2 separate regions of the Macaca mulatta genome follow, and region 2 is linked to region 1. A link is a contact called in public Hi-C data. All regions are on one chromosome and are shown on one strand. The core of a region is the stretch at or near the end of the contact, and the rest is flanking DNA. Distances in the headings are between cores, read along the strand shown. Region 1 holds the start of EIF2S3 (eukaryotic translation initiation factor 2 subunit gamma). Region 2 holds the start of ZFX (zinc finger protein X-linked).

Region 1 (7,023 bases), core at 2,440-4,939:
GGCGAACAAGTTCAAGTGTTTTAGAGAATTAGAAATGGCTCTGTTCATCTCTATTTAATATACAAAAACAGCACTGTTTAAAAGAAATTCAGGAAGCCTAGAAAAAGAATCCCTTCAATCCAATGAGTTGTTTTTCTATTTTGTTTAAGTGATACTTTTAGTTTGGAGAAACTGCAGGTAAGTATTTTAACTCAGGTTTAGATGCTTGACTTTTCAGATTTGCCATAAAAACATAAAACAATGGAAAAACAACAAAACCATTTAGCAATTAGATTCATTGTTTAACATCTCAATATTTCAAAAAGTACAAAACAGAAGACAATAAAATATAAAGTGTAGTATGCTTAGCAAAAAAGAGGTCACCTGACTAATTTGAAGTTCCCTTTGGTCCCTGCAATGTCTGTAGGAAACTCATCAGGTGTACTGCTCCCACAAGATCTATAACATTCTGGCCGAGGGCAACTTGGGTCATCAAGTTTATAAATCTAAAATTTCAATAAAAAAAGATTTTGATTTATTATCTGCACAACAATTAAAGTTAGTTTCTTGTTCCACAGTACACAGCTTACCTTAGCATTAGCATATCCAAGCTTGATTGTAATATTTCTTTCTAGTTCATTTTTGAACCTGACGGTGTGAACTCCAGAAATAGCTTTGACAACTGTGGATTTCCCATGAGCTACATGACCAATTGTACCTATGGTCAAAGTTCAAAAAATTAATTCATGTGTATTTAATTACATACCAAATATTTTTTCAAATAGTGTTAAGTGTAGAAAACCCAAAGCCGGCTGGACATGGTGGCTCACGCCAGTAATCCCAACACTTTGGATCACAAGGTCAAGAGATCGAGACCATCCCAGCCAACATGGTGAAACCCCATCCTACCAAAAATACAAAAATTAGCTGGGCGTGGTGGCGCATGCCTGTAGTCCCAGCTACTGGGGAGGCTGAGGCAGGAGACTCGTTTGAACCCAGGAGGTGGAGGCTGCAGTGAGCCGAGATCGCATCACTGCACGTCAGCCTGGCAACAGAGTGAGACTCTATCACAAAATAAAATAAAATAAATAAAATAAAGCCAAAGCCATAACTTACTGTAAATATCAACATAAAACCAACAGTGATTTCCAGTTTTCCTCCTCCATACGCCTTCCTACTAGAAACGTGTTCTCATATAGGACTGAAGAGAAACTTCCATGTAACAGCTTTACTTAAAAAACATACTCTGAGGCCGGGCGCGGTGGCTCAAGCCTGTAATCCCAGCACTTTGGGAGGCCGAGGCGGGCGGATCACAAGGTCAGGAGATCGAGACCACAGTGAAACCCCGTCTCTATTAAAAATACAAAAAATTAGCCGGGCGCAGTGGCGGGCGCCTGTAGTCCTAGCTACTCAGGAGGCTGAGGCAGGAGAATGGCGTGAACCCAGGAGGCGGAGCTTGCAGTGAGCCGAGATCGCGCCACTGCACTCCAGCCTGGGCAACAGCGTGAGGCTGTCTCAAAAAAAAAAAAAAAAAAAAAAAACCATACTCTGGGACAGACTGGAGTGCAATGCCCTGATCACAGCGCACTGCAACCTCAACCACCTGGGCTCGAGCAATCCTCCCACCTCGGCCTCCTTAGTAGCTGGGACTGCAGGCATGCACCACCACACACAGCTAATTTTTTGTATTTTTTGTAGAGATGGGGTTTGGCCATGTTGCCCAGGCTGGTCTCCAACTCCAGGACTCAAGCAATCCACCCGCCTCCCAACGGGCTGGGATTACAGGCATAAGCCACTGCACCCAGCCAGAACTTTATATATTAAGGAACCTTCCAGCATTTCCAGATTAAAGTAAACAGGTATGATGGGCCCTGACACAACAAAAAGGGATTTGTGAACAAACAAGGAAACAACCTAAGTTTAATTGTAATTTGTTCCAATGATCAAATTATTGGGTCAATATATGCATAGTAATTCGCTTTAACTGGTATAGTCTTAGCATAGGTTGTTCGGAGATTAAGTTATGCTCCGAGGTCACCCCAACCAAAATTTTTAATGCAGGGGCAGTAGTTTAAGGCCTGTAGGCTTATTTGGGCTTTGTTTGCATTAATAAGTTAAAGCTTCAGACTGTAATACTGTAACTTTAATAGCCTCATGGTGGGGTCTTACTTTTTAACTAGGTTAAAAACTAGTCTTACTTTTTAACTATGCTGTTTGTACAAACTCAAAATGTCCAAAATTTACACTCGGTCAACGTAACTTCTCCTCTAAAGTTCCAGGTGCCAATTAAGAAAAAAAAAAACCCTCTACTTAATCACAGCTTGTACATCAAATAAATCTTTCATAAATTCGGCCCTTGAAATAATCCTGTGTGGCAAGTACAGCCACATTTTCACCTCTTCCTTAAACTTCTGCTACGTATGACTACATACTGCCTTATGCTATTAAACTTTTTTTTTTTTTTTTTTTTTTTTTTGAGACGGAGTCTCGCTCTGTCGCCCAGGCTGGAGTGCAGTGGCCTGATCTCAGCTCACTGCAAGCTCCGCCTCCTGGGTTCACGCCATTCTCCTGCCTCAGCCTCCCGAGTAGCTGGGACCACAGGCGCCCGCCAGCTCGCCCGGCTAGTTTTTTGTATTTTTTAGTAGAGACGGGGTTTCACTGTGTTAGCCAGGATGGTCTCGATCTCCTGACCTTGTGATCCACCCGTCTCGGCCTCCCAAAGTGCTGGGATTACAGGCTTGAGCCACCGCGCCCGGCCCTAAACTTTTCTTATGTCTCCATTTTTTCTTCTTGCCAAGTCTGTAAGCTAGACATGGGCAGCATTCTTTGTGCTCCCTTCCCCCGCAAATCTAGCAGGTGCTTTATTCACAAGGACTCAATATCTATTTCTTGAATATGTGAATCCTCATATTATCCAGGTAATCACACAAAAAGTGAGGTTAAAATTAATTGTTGGAGATCAAGAAGATCAGGTTTCTTAAGTTACTCTTACCTATATTAATTGTGGCTTGCCTGCTGATAACTTCGTGTGAAAGTGGCGTCAACTTGGTAACATCCTGCAATGAAATATATTTTAAAACATCGCACATAAAACAAAGCAGAACTTTTCCTTTGACTTTACGTTTGCCATCTATATCTCGCCACCATCTGCACAGCTTTCTACTACTTCTAAAGCGCCTTTCCTCTATCGGTAACTCTGTACTCCTATGGCTGGGAAGCTGTAAGAGCCCTTCATCATTACACAACAGACTACACCTCCACTAAACTATGGGATATCTGGGGATCAGAGGCTCCCCCAATCTTGGGAACATTAGCACTAAAAGTAATACAGACAAGACACTCCCTTCCCAGACGTTAAGAGGCTGAAACCATGACAATCAACATCAAGACTTCCAGCCGAATCCTCCAGAAGCTCGAAATCCCACGACCGTACACCTCTGCGCCCAGATCGTGGACTGGCCTGGGTACAGGCGGCGTGAGCATGGCTTAAGGCGCCCAGCTCCAGGTCTCCCTCCTGACCCAGGCTCCTGACCCATGCTCCCGACACTGACTAGTACCAATGCCACCGGGAGGCTCGGTCATCTCCACTCCCGAGCTCACTCTACATCCTCCCCAAGCAAAACCTCACCAACGTGGTGAGATCCTGACGCGAAAGATGCGGCTGCCCCAGAGTCACTCCAGCTTCTCCGCCCGCCATGTTGCCAGAAGAGGAAGGAAGTCACCCCGGCTGCCGCCTGATCGTCTGCAGGGGTCCTAGTGCGGGGCGGGGAAGCGGAGGCGGGAAGGCCGAGTAGGGGCTCAGGATGGCCAGTTCAGCAGCGGCCTCACTACTTGGACTTCTCTCCGCTTGAATCTGCACAGTGCCTGTCGGTAGGCTTACTGGAAAACACGGTGCAAAGTTGCTGGAGCAATTCGTCGCAGACCTGGTAGATATTTGTGCAGGCAATACTGAGGGCAGCCACCAAACCCCCGCCCCGCCCGGCCCGTGCGAGGCGGGTGATGCAACCCGGCGCGCGCGCTGGCCAGGGAGAGACCATTTCCGTTTCCTGTGGAGTTTCCCGAAACCTGGGAATCAGCTAGGGTGTGAGAACAGAAAAGAGGGAGTGTCCACCCCGCCCTTTTTTTTGAATACCGATTTCTGTAATTTAATAAGGCGAGATCGGCTCGGGGTCCGCGCCCACCTATGACGGGGCTCTTGGCTGGGAAAAGGCCGCGTGCTGAGCCCCGGCGGGTGGCGGGGCGGGCGCCCCCTCGCGGAGGTTTGGTGAAGGGCTCAGAGGGGCAGGGCTAGCAAAATCAAAGTCCCTAGCTTGTTCCCAGAGAGTGATTTCTAGGGCCCGGGAGGTGGGCCTTGGTGACGTTAGACTGCGTTCCCAGTGAATTTAGCTAGGTGTCGTGAGAGCATCTAAAGTGCGCTGTTTTGTTTTGGTTTTTTTTCTTAAAGAAGTAGGTCCAAAAAAACCTCGATTACCGATAAATCGGTATTTTAAAATTTAAAAATCCTTGACACCTTAACCCACTTTTCGTCGTGTTGAAAAGCAGTTGAGTGATTTTTTTTCTCTGTGCATTTCTATACAAATTTTGTCATAAACAGCTATTTCCTTTTTTGTTGTTTGCAATAAATTTATTTACATAAAAACGTGTGAGACAACTATTATGCAAAATTATAGTAAAGAGAAGTGAAAAGATAATATGAAAGCCACAATGACGAATACTGAGAAGCCAAGCTCACTTTACAATACTTGTAAGTAGTCATCAAGTTAGCTTTTAGGAAATAAATATTATTAATGAGGCCGGGCACGGTGGCTCACGCCTGTAATCCCACTACTTTGGGAGGCCGAGGCGGCCGGATCACGAGGTCAGGAGTTCGAGACCAGCCTGGCCAATATGAAACCCCGTCTCTACTAAAAATACAAAAAAAAAAAAAAAAACACACACAAAAATTCGCCAGGCGTGGTGGTGGGTGCCCGCAGTCGCATCTACTCGGGAGGCTGAGGCAGGAGAATGGCGTGAACCCAGGAGACGGAGCTTGCAGTGAGTGTGCTGAGATGGCGCCCCTGCACTCCAGCCTGGGTGACAGAGCGAGATTCCGTCTCAAAAAAAAAAAAAAAAAAAATATATATATATATATATATAAAATAAATGAAATAAAAGGGAAATTGGGGAAAATGAGGGGCAATATGAGAAGTGAAGAAAAATTCATTAAGGTGATAATTTCTCTGCTACCTCTCTTTTTTTTTTTTCCCGACTTTTAAGTTCAGGGGTGCATGCGCAGGATGTTTGTTACATAGGTAAACTGTGTGCCATGGTGGTTTGCTGCACAGATCATCCCATCACCCAGCTATTTTTTTTTTTTTTTTTTTTTTTGAGACGGAGTCTCGCTCTGTCGCCCAGGCTGGAGTGCAGTGGCGCGATCTCGGCTCACTGCAAGCTCCGCCTCCCGGGTTCACGCCATTCTCCTGCCTCAGCCTCCCGAGTAGCTGGGACTACAGGCGCCCACAACCGCGCCCGGCTAATTTTTTGTATTTTTAGTAGAGACGGGGTTTCACCGTGGTCTCGATCTCCTGACCTTGTGATCCGCCCGCCTCGGCCTCCCAAAGTGCTGGGATTACAGGCGTGAGCCACCGCGCCCGGCCCCATCACCCAGCTATTAAGCCCAGCATCCATTAGCTATTCTTCCTGATGCTCTCCCTTCTCCCACCCCCAACCCTCGGACAGGCCTCAGTGTGTGGTGTTCCCCCGCATGCTTCCATGTGTTCTCACTATTCAGCTCCCACTTATGAATGAGAATATGCGGTATTTGGTTTTCTGTTCCTGCGTTAGTTTGCTGAGAATAATGGCTTTCGGCTCCATCCATGTCCCTGCAAAGCATATGATCTTGTTCGTTTTTATGGCTGCATGGTATTTCATGGTGTATATGTACCACGTTTTGTTTATCCAGTCTATCATTGATGGGCATTTGGGTTGATTCCATGTCTTTGCTATTGTGAATAGTGCTGCAGTGAACATATGTGTGCATGGATCTTTATAATAGAATGATTTATATTTTGGAGGCTATATACCTAGTAATGAGATTGCTTGGTCAAATGGTATTTCTTCCTCTAGGGCTTTGAGGAATTGCCACTCTGTCTTCCACAATGGTTGAACTAATTTACACCCCCACAAATAGTGTAAGAGCGTTCCGTTTTCTCCACAACCTCACCAGTATCTTTTGTTTTTTGACTTTTTAATGATCACCATTCTGACTAGTCCGAGGTGGTATCTCATGTGGTTTTGATTTGCATTTCTCGAATTATCAGTGATATTGAGCTTTTTTTCCGTGTTTCTTGGCCGCATGTATGCCTTCTTTTGAGAAGTGTCTGTTTGTGTCCTTTCCCCAATTTTTAATGGAGTTGCTTTTTATAAACAGCTATTTCAAACCAGAAAAAAATGTAAGGACAGGTGAATAGATAAGAATTTAGGTTTTCTGGGCCAGGTGCGGTGGTTCACGTCTGTAACCCCAGCACTTTGGGAGGCCGAGGTGTGCTGATCAGTTGAGGTCAGGAGTTCGAGACCAGCCTGATCAAAATCCTGACCTGGCGAAAACCCTTTCCTAAAAAATAGAAAAATTACCTGGGCGTGGTGGCACGTACCTGTAATCCCAGCTACTCGGGAGGCTGATGCAGGAGAATCGCTTGAACCCGGGAGGGGGAGGTTGCAGTGGGCTGAGATTGAGACATTGCACTCTAGCCTGGGCAATAGAGCCAGACTCCATCTCAAAAAAACAAAAAACAAAAAAGATAGAATTTAGGTTATCTGTGTGTTCATTGAATACTTAAGTAAAATTTATATGAATACGTGTTTTATATCACATAAATTTTTAGTACAACAATTTACCTAAAATAGGAAGTTATGTTTCAATAAATGCATGCATTAGTTAAGTGATGGTGAAAACTGGAGGTATTCACTTTAATCTTACATTCTTTTTTTTTTTTCTTCTTTTTTTTGAGACAGAGTCGTGCTCTGTCGCCCAGGCTGGAGTGCAGTGGCACAATCTCAGCTCAC
Region 2 (7,278 bases), core at 1,225-3,724, 100 kb before region 1:
CTAACTTTTCTAGCCTGAATTCCCACCACTCCCCTACCAATACCATCCACTTTTGCCAAACTGTAAATACTTACTGTTTACTGAAGAAGCTTCACCCTTGAAACGTCCTTTCTCCACCTCCACCTCTACCTAACAAAGTCCTACCCATCCCTCGGTAACCTTCTCAAAATGCCACCTATTAATACTTCAGGAACCCGTCCCTCCCTGATCCTCCAATGGGAATCTTGCTTCCCTCGGAAATCCCAGTAATTAGTTGTACCTCTCACTTTACTGCATTTCACCTTGCCCCACCTACCTCTAAACATAAGACTTCTTGCAGCCACCGTCTGCATTACAAGAACCTTTTTAATGTTTCTTAGCATCTAGCACGGTGCATCGCTAACAGTAGACTCCCAGTTTATCAAGAAAGTTGTACAGTGTGCAATAAAAAAAGTACGTTAGGGAATGAAACTCCGCCTTAAAACTTCACAAATGAAAAATCGAAATAACATGACAGACAAATGCACAATATGCACCACACTAAGTTGTCCACCAATACGAAAATAGAAAACGTCTGCCCTTCTTATTCCTCAATCAAAAAATACCACTAACAGATCACTAATTGCTTAAATCGTGTTTCAAGAAAGTTGTTTCCACATGAGTACGAATGATTCAAAATTTCATTCCTCCGCTTTCGTGTTGTGTAATTTTTTTTCCTATAGGACAAAAGAATGGCAAAAACTTTCCCATCAATCTTTATTTTTCTTTATTCAGATACTCGGGGCGGTAAAGATTGTTGGGAAAACAACCGCATCGAAAACACCTTAGCACCCACACAGATTTGACTTAAGCAAAAATAACATTTCCTGGGGTCCCGTATGCCCTGTAAGCTCAGGTGTCCGGACTGCCACCTGCCCCGACTGCCCTCGGGTGGCTACAGGCGCGGGGTAAAGGCGCAGGGCCGGGGGCTCTGAGGGTGAAATAGTCCCGGCGCCCGGGAGGCGGCGGTCGCCGCCTGCGGCAGCTCAGCTGAAACGCAGCGGAAACTGCAGCCAGTCACGGGGCTGCGGAAGGCAAGGCAGGAAGGTGGCGCTGCCGCCGAGCGCCTGGAGCCCGAGCGCTCATCATGGCGGCAAGGGCAATGGCCGCCACGGGGAGCGAGCACGCCCCTCCGCGCGCACACGCCAACGCGCCGGGCCTCCGGGGCCCGTCACCGGCGCCGCTGCTGCCGCCGCCCGCTCTCCCACCCCCCCTCACGGGCTGTAGCGGAATTTTCTCTCCAGACACCGCCTCCAAGATGGCGGCTCCCCCTCCCGGCAACCCCCTCTATCGTCCCCTGCAGCAAGCGCCGAGCCGCCGCCATCTTGTCCCCCGTCCCTCCCCCCCTCACCGATATTTACATAGCGAAAATCGGCCCGGCCGGCCTGCGGCCTTCACCTCACGCCTGCAGCCTTCGCCTCCTCGCCAGGCCTCACACCGGCGCGGTGCCCCGGGTCGGCCGCGGAGCCGACTCGGGGCCCCTCGGCCGCCTCCGGCACAACCGGGCGACCCTCCCCCAACCCCCGCCCGCTTACGGAGCGCGCCTCCGCCGCCGCTCGGGGCAGCCGGGCTCCTCCCCGGGCCTAACTGCGGCCTCCTCGGGGCCTGCTCGGCGCCGCACGCCACGCCGCCCGGCCTAGCGCGGGAGGGCGCCTTGCGGGCCGCCGACCAGGCCAAGACCAGGCCGCTGTGCGCACACTAGGCCCCGCGGCCGCGGCGGCACCCGGGACTCACCGGACGGGCGTGCGGGCGGCCGGCGACGGTGGCGGGTGCTGCAGGCCGGCCTTTCTCTGGAGCACTGGGCCGGGCTCCGGCTGGTGGGGCGGGCGGAGGGAGGGAGGAGGGGCCGAGCTCGGAGCTGACAAAAAGCGGCCCAGCTCCCCGGCACGGGCCCGCCGTCAGCACGTCACGTCACCGCCCGGGAGAGAGACCCAGGAAAATGCGGAAGGGTAGACAGGCCCCCTCCTCCGCCCGGTGGGTCCCTCTGGCGCCCCGGGTCGGCGCCGTTCCCGCCCCGCGACCGGGGAGCCCAGTGGCCTCGCTGCGGCGGGGTCTCCGGCGGCCGGAGTCTCAGTGACAGCGCCCCCCTTCTTTCCACCTCCTCCGCGCTCCCGCCCGCCGCCGCCACACACGCGCCGCTGCCGCCGCCTCGGCCGTAAAGCCCGCGCGGGGCCGCGGTCGGCGGACCCCGCGGAGAGGCAGACGGCCCGGCCGCCCCCCACCATGTCCCGTGGGCCGCGGCCGCCCCCCGGGGGCCTCCCCGGAGACCTACCGCCTCTCGCGCCAGTCCTGGCCGAGGCTCCAGCTCGAGTTGTTTGCAGGCCCTCAGACCCCCGCCCGCAGTAAATGTGTTTTCTTCATCCCCGTGGCTGGGGAGGAAGATAAATTTAGCAACCCCCGCCGTCCCCTGCCTTCGCTTTAAAAAAAAAAAAAAAAAAAAAAAAAAAAAATCTTTGAAATAAAATGAAAACGGGCTTGCCAGTCTAAAAGGGTGTGCGGGAAGGGGGGTGGAATGGGGGGAGAAGGGTTATCCCTAGAGCACCTACCAGGCCGTCTACTTTTTAAAAATAAGCAGTCAGAGAGCCAAACTGATTTTATTAGTTTGTACGGGGGAGGGAGATGAGCAAAGTTGCATTTTGAAACGTTTCGCACGTTGCAAAGAACAGGAATTTTCTGTGTATTTTCCTATGTACCCGTGTTTCAGAGCTTGGGGAGCCTGTGAAATATAAGACTGGTGTCATCGTTTCATAAATCATGAATTTTCCACATTCCTTAATAGAGAGGAGCCCAATTGGGTATGGATTTTTTTTTTTTAAACTGCTTAAACAAGCCTTTTGAAGTTTCAAAAGACTTGGGAGAGAAGAGGAAAATGATTAAACAGCACTTAACAACTTCAAAAATGTGCATTTTGCACTTTACTTAGTTTAAATGTTTATGCTATCTTTCCATGCTGAACTTGGAACCCAAACTCTTAAAGTTACTAGGGAAAAGTTAAATAGTGGAGTCTTTACATTAATCTGGAATCTGGCATGCTATCCTTCCACACAGCACTAAATGTTAAAAGACATTTGTAAACAATAAGAAACACAAAAATTATAAAGCAAATAGTATACTGGTGTGAAATCTCTAAATACAGAGGCCACGTATTTTAGTTGCCTGACATAACTCTTTAAAACTCCCAGAATGCAATTTGTCCCTTCCCTCAGACATCTCTCAATCACAAATGCTTTCAAAAAGGAAAAACAAAAGTAGAGTAAGAAGAAATCTCTGAGCATGCACTGGATGGTAATTTTCCTCGCGGGGCTTTAGTCTGAATTTTTCCGAGCGATTAAATTTCCTTTCAAAAATAGTAACAGCATGTATTCATTGTTTATAAAAATTACATCAGGCTGTGATACACACTTTCACAGAAACTTTACAGAAAGGTAAGTGAAACTAAGCAATGTTGTGTCAATCAAAAAAAAAAAAAAACGAGAAATAGCTTGTGTGCCCACATTAATACTTCTTGCGCTCCCAGGCTGGAGTGCAGTGGCGCCATCTCGGCTCACCGAACCTCCGCCTTCCGGGTTCAAGCGATTCTCCTGACTCAGCCTCCCAAATAGCTGGGATTACAGGCGCGTGCCACCACACCTGGCTAATTTTTCTATTTTTTTAGTAGAGACGGGGTTTCACCATGTTGGCCAGGCTGGTCTCGAACTCCTGACCCCAGGTAATTCACCCGCCTCGGCCTCCCAAAGTGCTGGGATTACAGGTGTGAGCCACTGTGCCCGGCCACCCACATTAATATTTCAAAACACTGATAACCAGCGTTTAAGTACTTTCCAAAGGCCTCAGTTTGATGCTACGGAATGGCAAGAATGGAAGCCAGGTTCCCTGGCTCACTCCTGTAATCACAGCATTTTGGGAGGCTGAGGCGGGAGGATCACTTGAGCCCAGGAGTTCAAGATTAGCCTGGGTAACATGGTGAGACCTCGTCTCTATTAAAAAAAAAAAAAAGAATAGAGCCTCACTTCATCATCCATGCAACTGTAAGCAGCATGTTCAAGACAGAAAAACCTAATGTCACCATTATTGTTAGTTTTTCCATAATTACCATCAAATACTTATACATCCACCAGTGTAAAGCACTTAAGAAAACAGTGTCCAAGGCAAGCATAAAAGAAAAAGATGTTTTCTCAGTTTAAAAGATCACAAGTAGTTTAGGGATTGATAACTTTCAAAAAGCCCTTTGTCATTACTTTTCATACAGGAAGAGACTGTTAACTTGGGTGGGAAACAAAGAAAGGATGGTCTAGTTCTATTAGATTAGATAAACCTTTATGAAAGTCCAGCAAACTTTATAAAGTCCGGTTATTTTATAGATGACTATACAGATAAGGTCAACTATATTTTCTTAAGTTTAAAAAAAAAGTAAAGTAATTTGTACTTTAAGCCCATTTATGGAAGTCTGTAAAGAACATTGTTAAACTGGTAAAAGAACAATGATAAAAATCATTTCACTAGAAGTACACTTAGTATTATACTCATGATAAAGTGAAGATGAAAAGGAAGTGTAAACAGCAGAGATCAGAAATTGTTTGATGTGATAAAATACAAAATGCATTTTATGAAAGTACTCACAATAGGACCTTGAGGACACCTAAGATCCTTGAAAGCATTTGGTAATTAAGCACCAGACATCTTGCACTTAAAGGACCTACTGCAGCCTATCTTGCCTTGATAATTTTGATAATTGTTTTCGTATTAGGCACCTTTAGAATTCTGGGCGCAGGAAGTAACAAAGATGTGCTTGCCCTTGGGGAACTCGAATAAGGAGGCTGTGTAAGGCAAAATAAAAACATTCCTAAGTACTTTCATTTTCTCAAGTAAACATAATAAAAGGAAATTTTATCTAGGGAGGTCGAGAGCAGAACATTTCAAAAGAGAATGCTATGAATACAAAATAGCTAGTTTCAAAGCAGTAAAAGGAATTTTGATTACGTGCTAAAATGTATTTGTTCCTTCGGAGCTGTTAATGTACATCAGATAGTTAAAAGCATTTACTCACGGTTTTGACAGTGTTTTAATAACTTAACTAAAAATCTCTGACATGTTTATAGGTCCTTGAGCCAGAAACGATAGAAGGCCTTTCAATCATTTTCCCGGAGAAAGATTAGTCAAAAAAGAAGCTGTTGATTTTCACTCCACATCAGAGACTGATGGGAATTCAAATAAGAAGTAATACATTATTGGCTTATGAAAATATGTACACCTTCTTGAATAAAGTTGTGGTCATTCTTTTTTTTTTTTTTTCGTATCCCAAACATTAAAAAATATTTATCTTCCCCCAGAAAGGCCCTAGTTTTATTGAACTAAGCATGCCCTATAAAAATTAACCATTTATCTGATACCTGATACTTAGGTTATACTTAGCGTGAGCAAGTCGCATCTTCTGTTGGAATTCAGTTGGCCATAATTAATGCCAATTAATAATTTTTCATCTGAGCCCGTAAGCCACACACTCTCCCCAAGGAGAATAATTTTAAAATAAACAATGACTGGCAAATAGGTGATTTTCAAGCAGTGCTTTTTACATGAGTCATTAGTTGAACAAGACATTGTTTAATTCCTGAATATAATAATCAAATTCTTCATGGATTATAAATCACAGGGCACAGCAAACAAACTAGCTCCACTAAAGAGATAAAAAAAAATCAATATAGAGACCTAGAAACAATGAGCAGTAGCAGTGAGCACCTCTGGTGTCAAAGTTGGGGCCTCTACAGTTTTCCACCAAAGGAAAGGGAGAAGTGATTGATTCCAGGGCTGCAGCAGGAAAGTATAAGATAAGCCAGGAACAACTCCTTATAGCAGAAAGCGAAAGAAGAAAGTATCTAAGCTTACTAGGAGTGTGTGAAAGTTTTCAGGAGCCAGTTTAAGAAGGCTCCAGTTGTCTAACGTTAAGAAAATTTGAATGTCAAAAAAATAATTGCTATGGATTGAAACACAGTGGATATATTAATGAATTTATGAGACTTTAAAAATGATCAACTAGTGGTGATGGTTGCACAACGTTGTAAATGTACTAGAAATTAGTGAATTGTATGTATGCTTTAAAAGGGCGAATTTGATAGTATGAGAGTCATATTTCAATTTTTTAAAATGATCACTTTTGGAGAATGCTAGGGAACCAATATTTTGAAAACCAGTAAAGGCAAAGAGATGAAGCCTGTAAGATCTACTCCTCAGAGTAACCAAATAGTTGATGAAGGGACCTTCCTTTTAATAGAAGTATTACAACTAATACATGAAGAAGTCCTGATGAAATTAGAATATCACCATTTTGCAACACCTAATGAATTAATGGACCTTGGCAATGATCATTGATGGCTGCTAAGCAGAGAGAAAACCAGAAATATGCCTCAAGACAGAAGGACAAAATGCTACTAGACAAAAAAAAAAAAAAAAAAAAAAATCAAACCTGAGTTTGATCCTAAGTTTGATTAACCTTCTAGCTCTAACTACCAGTTTACAGGAAATAGAGGAAACAGAGAAACATATCAATTAAACCACAGGGATGCGGTCAACAAAATCCAGTTGATGAGAAACTCTAAAGGACAAATGAAAGATAAGAATAAACAAATAAATTATAAGAAAACAAATTATAAGAAAAATTCAACATTTAAAAAATTTCTTCAATGAATAAATTATTAGAAAAAAATAGGAGGGGAAATCAATAGATTAGAAAAGACTTAAAAGACATGTTAATCAATGGCAGCGTATGAACTTCATTTCATTTTTTTTTTTCTTGTGGCAAGGTCTCTCTCTGTTGCCCAGGCTGGAGTGTAGTAGTGCAATCACAGCTCGCTGCAGCCTCGACATCCCAAGCTCAAGTGATCCTTCCACCTCAGCCTCTTGAGTAGCTGGAACCGCAGGTGCACACCAGCACAGCCAGGTAATTTTCGTATTTTTCATAGAGACAGGGTTTTGCCATATTGCCCAGGCTGGTCTTGAACTGGACTCAAGTGATCCACCTGCCTCAGCCTCCCAAAGTCGGGGGATTACAGGCACAAGCCACGGCACCTGGCTCATTTCAATCTTGATTCAAACAAACTGTAGGTAAGGTGTGGTGGCGCATGCTGTAATCCTAGCACTTTGGGAGGCCAGTGAGCTCAGGAGTTCGAGACCAGCCTGGACAACATGATGGAACCCCCACCTCTACGAATACAAAATAATTAGCCAGGCACAGTGGGGCTCCTGTAGTCCCAGCTACTCAAGAAG

Evidence for each region. Hi-C and Micro-C count contacts between places; a contact is called where the count stands out from the background.
Region 2: a contact with region 1 is called in a Hi-C map of fetal cortical plate, with 3 times the contacts expected there. The contact joins the promoter of ZFX here to the promoter of EIF2S3 in region 1. A contact is called at or near these places in 2 of 14 Hi-C or Micro-C datasets (fetal cortex germinal zone and fetal cortical plate).

Annotation. Positions count from the first base shown.
Region 1 is chrX:23,854,599-23,861,621 of T2T-MMU8v2.0, reverse strand. EIF2S3 (eukaryotic translation initiation factor 2 subunit gamma) reads right to left here and starts at 3,689. Exons shown (of 12, transcript XM_001089902.5): 1 at 3,608-3,689; 2 at 2,972-3,035; 3 at 570-697; 4 at 364-485. The coding sequence starts at 3,676.
Region 2 is chrX:23,957,527-23,964,804 of T2T-MMU8v2.0, reverse strand. It overlaps ZFX (zinc finger protein X-linked), which reads right to left and starts at 2,474. Exons shown (of 8, transcript XM_015127106.3): 1 at 2,291-2,474. It overlaps LOC144338493 (a long non-coding RNA gene), which reads left to right and starts at 1,893. Exons shown (of 3, transcript XR_013412709.1): 1 at 1,893-1,992; 2 at 2,723-2,813; 3 at 5,118-5,345.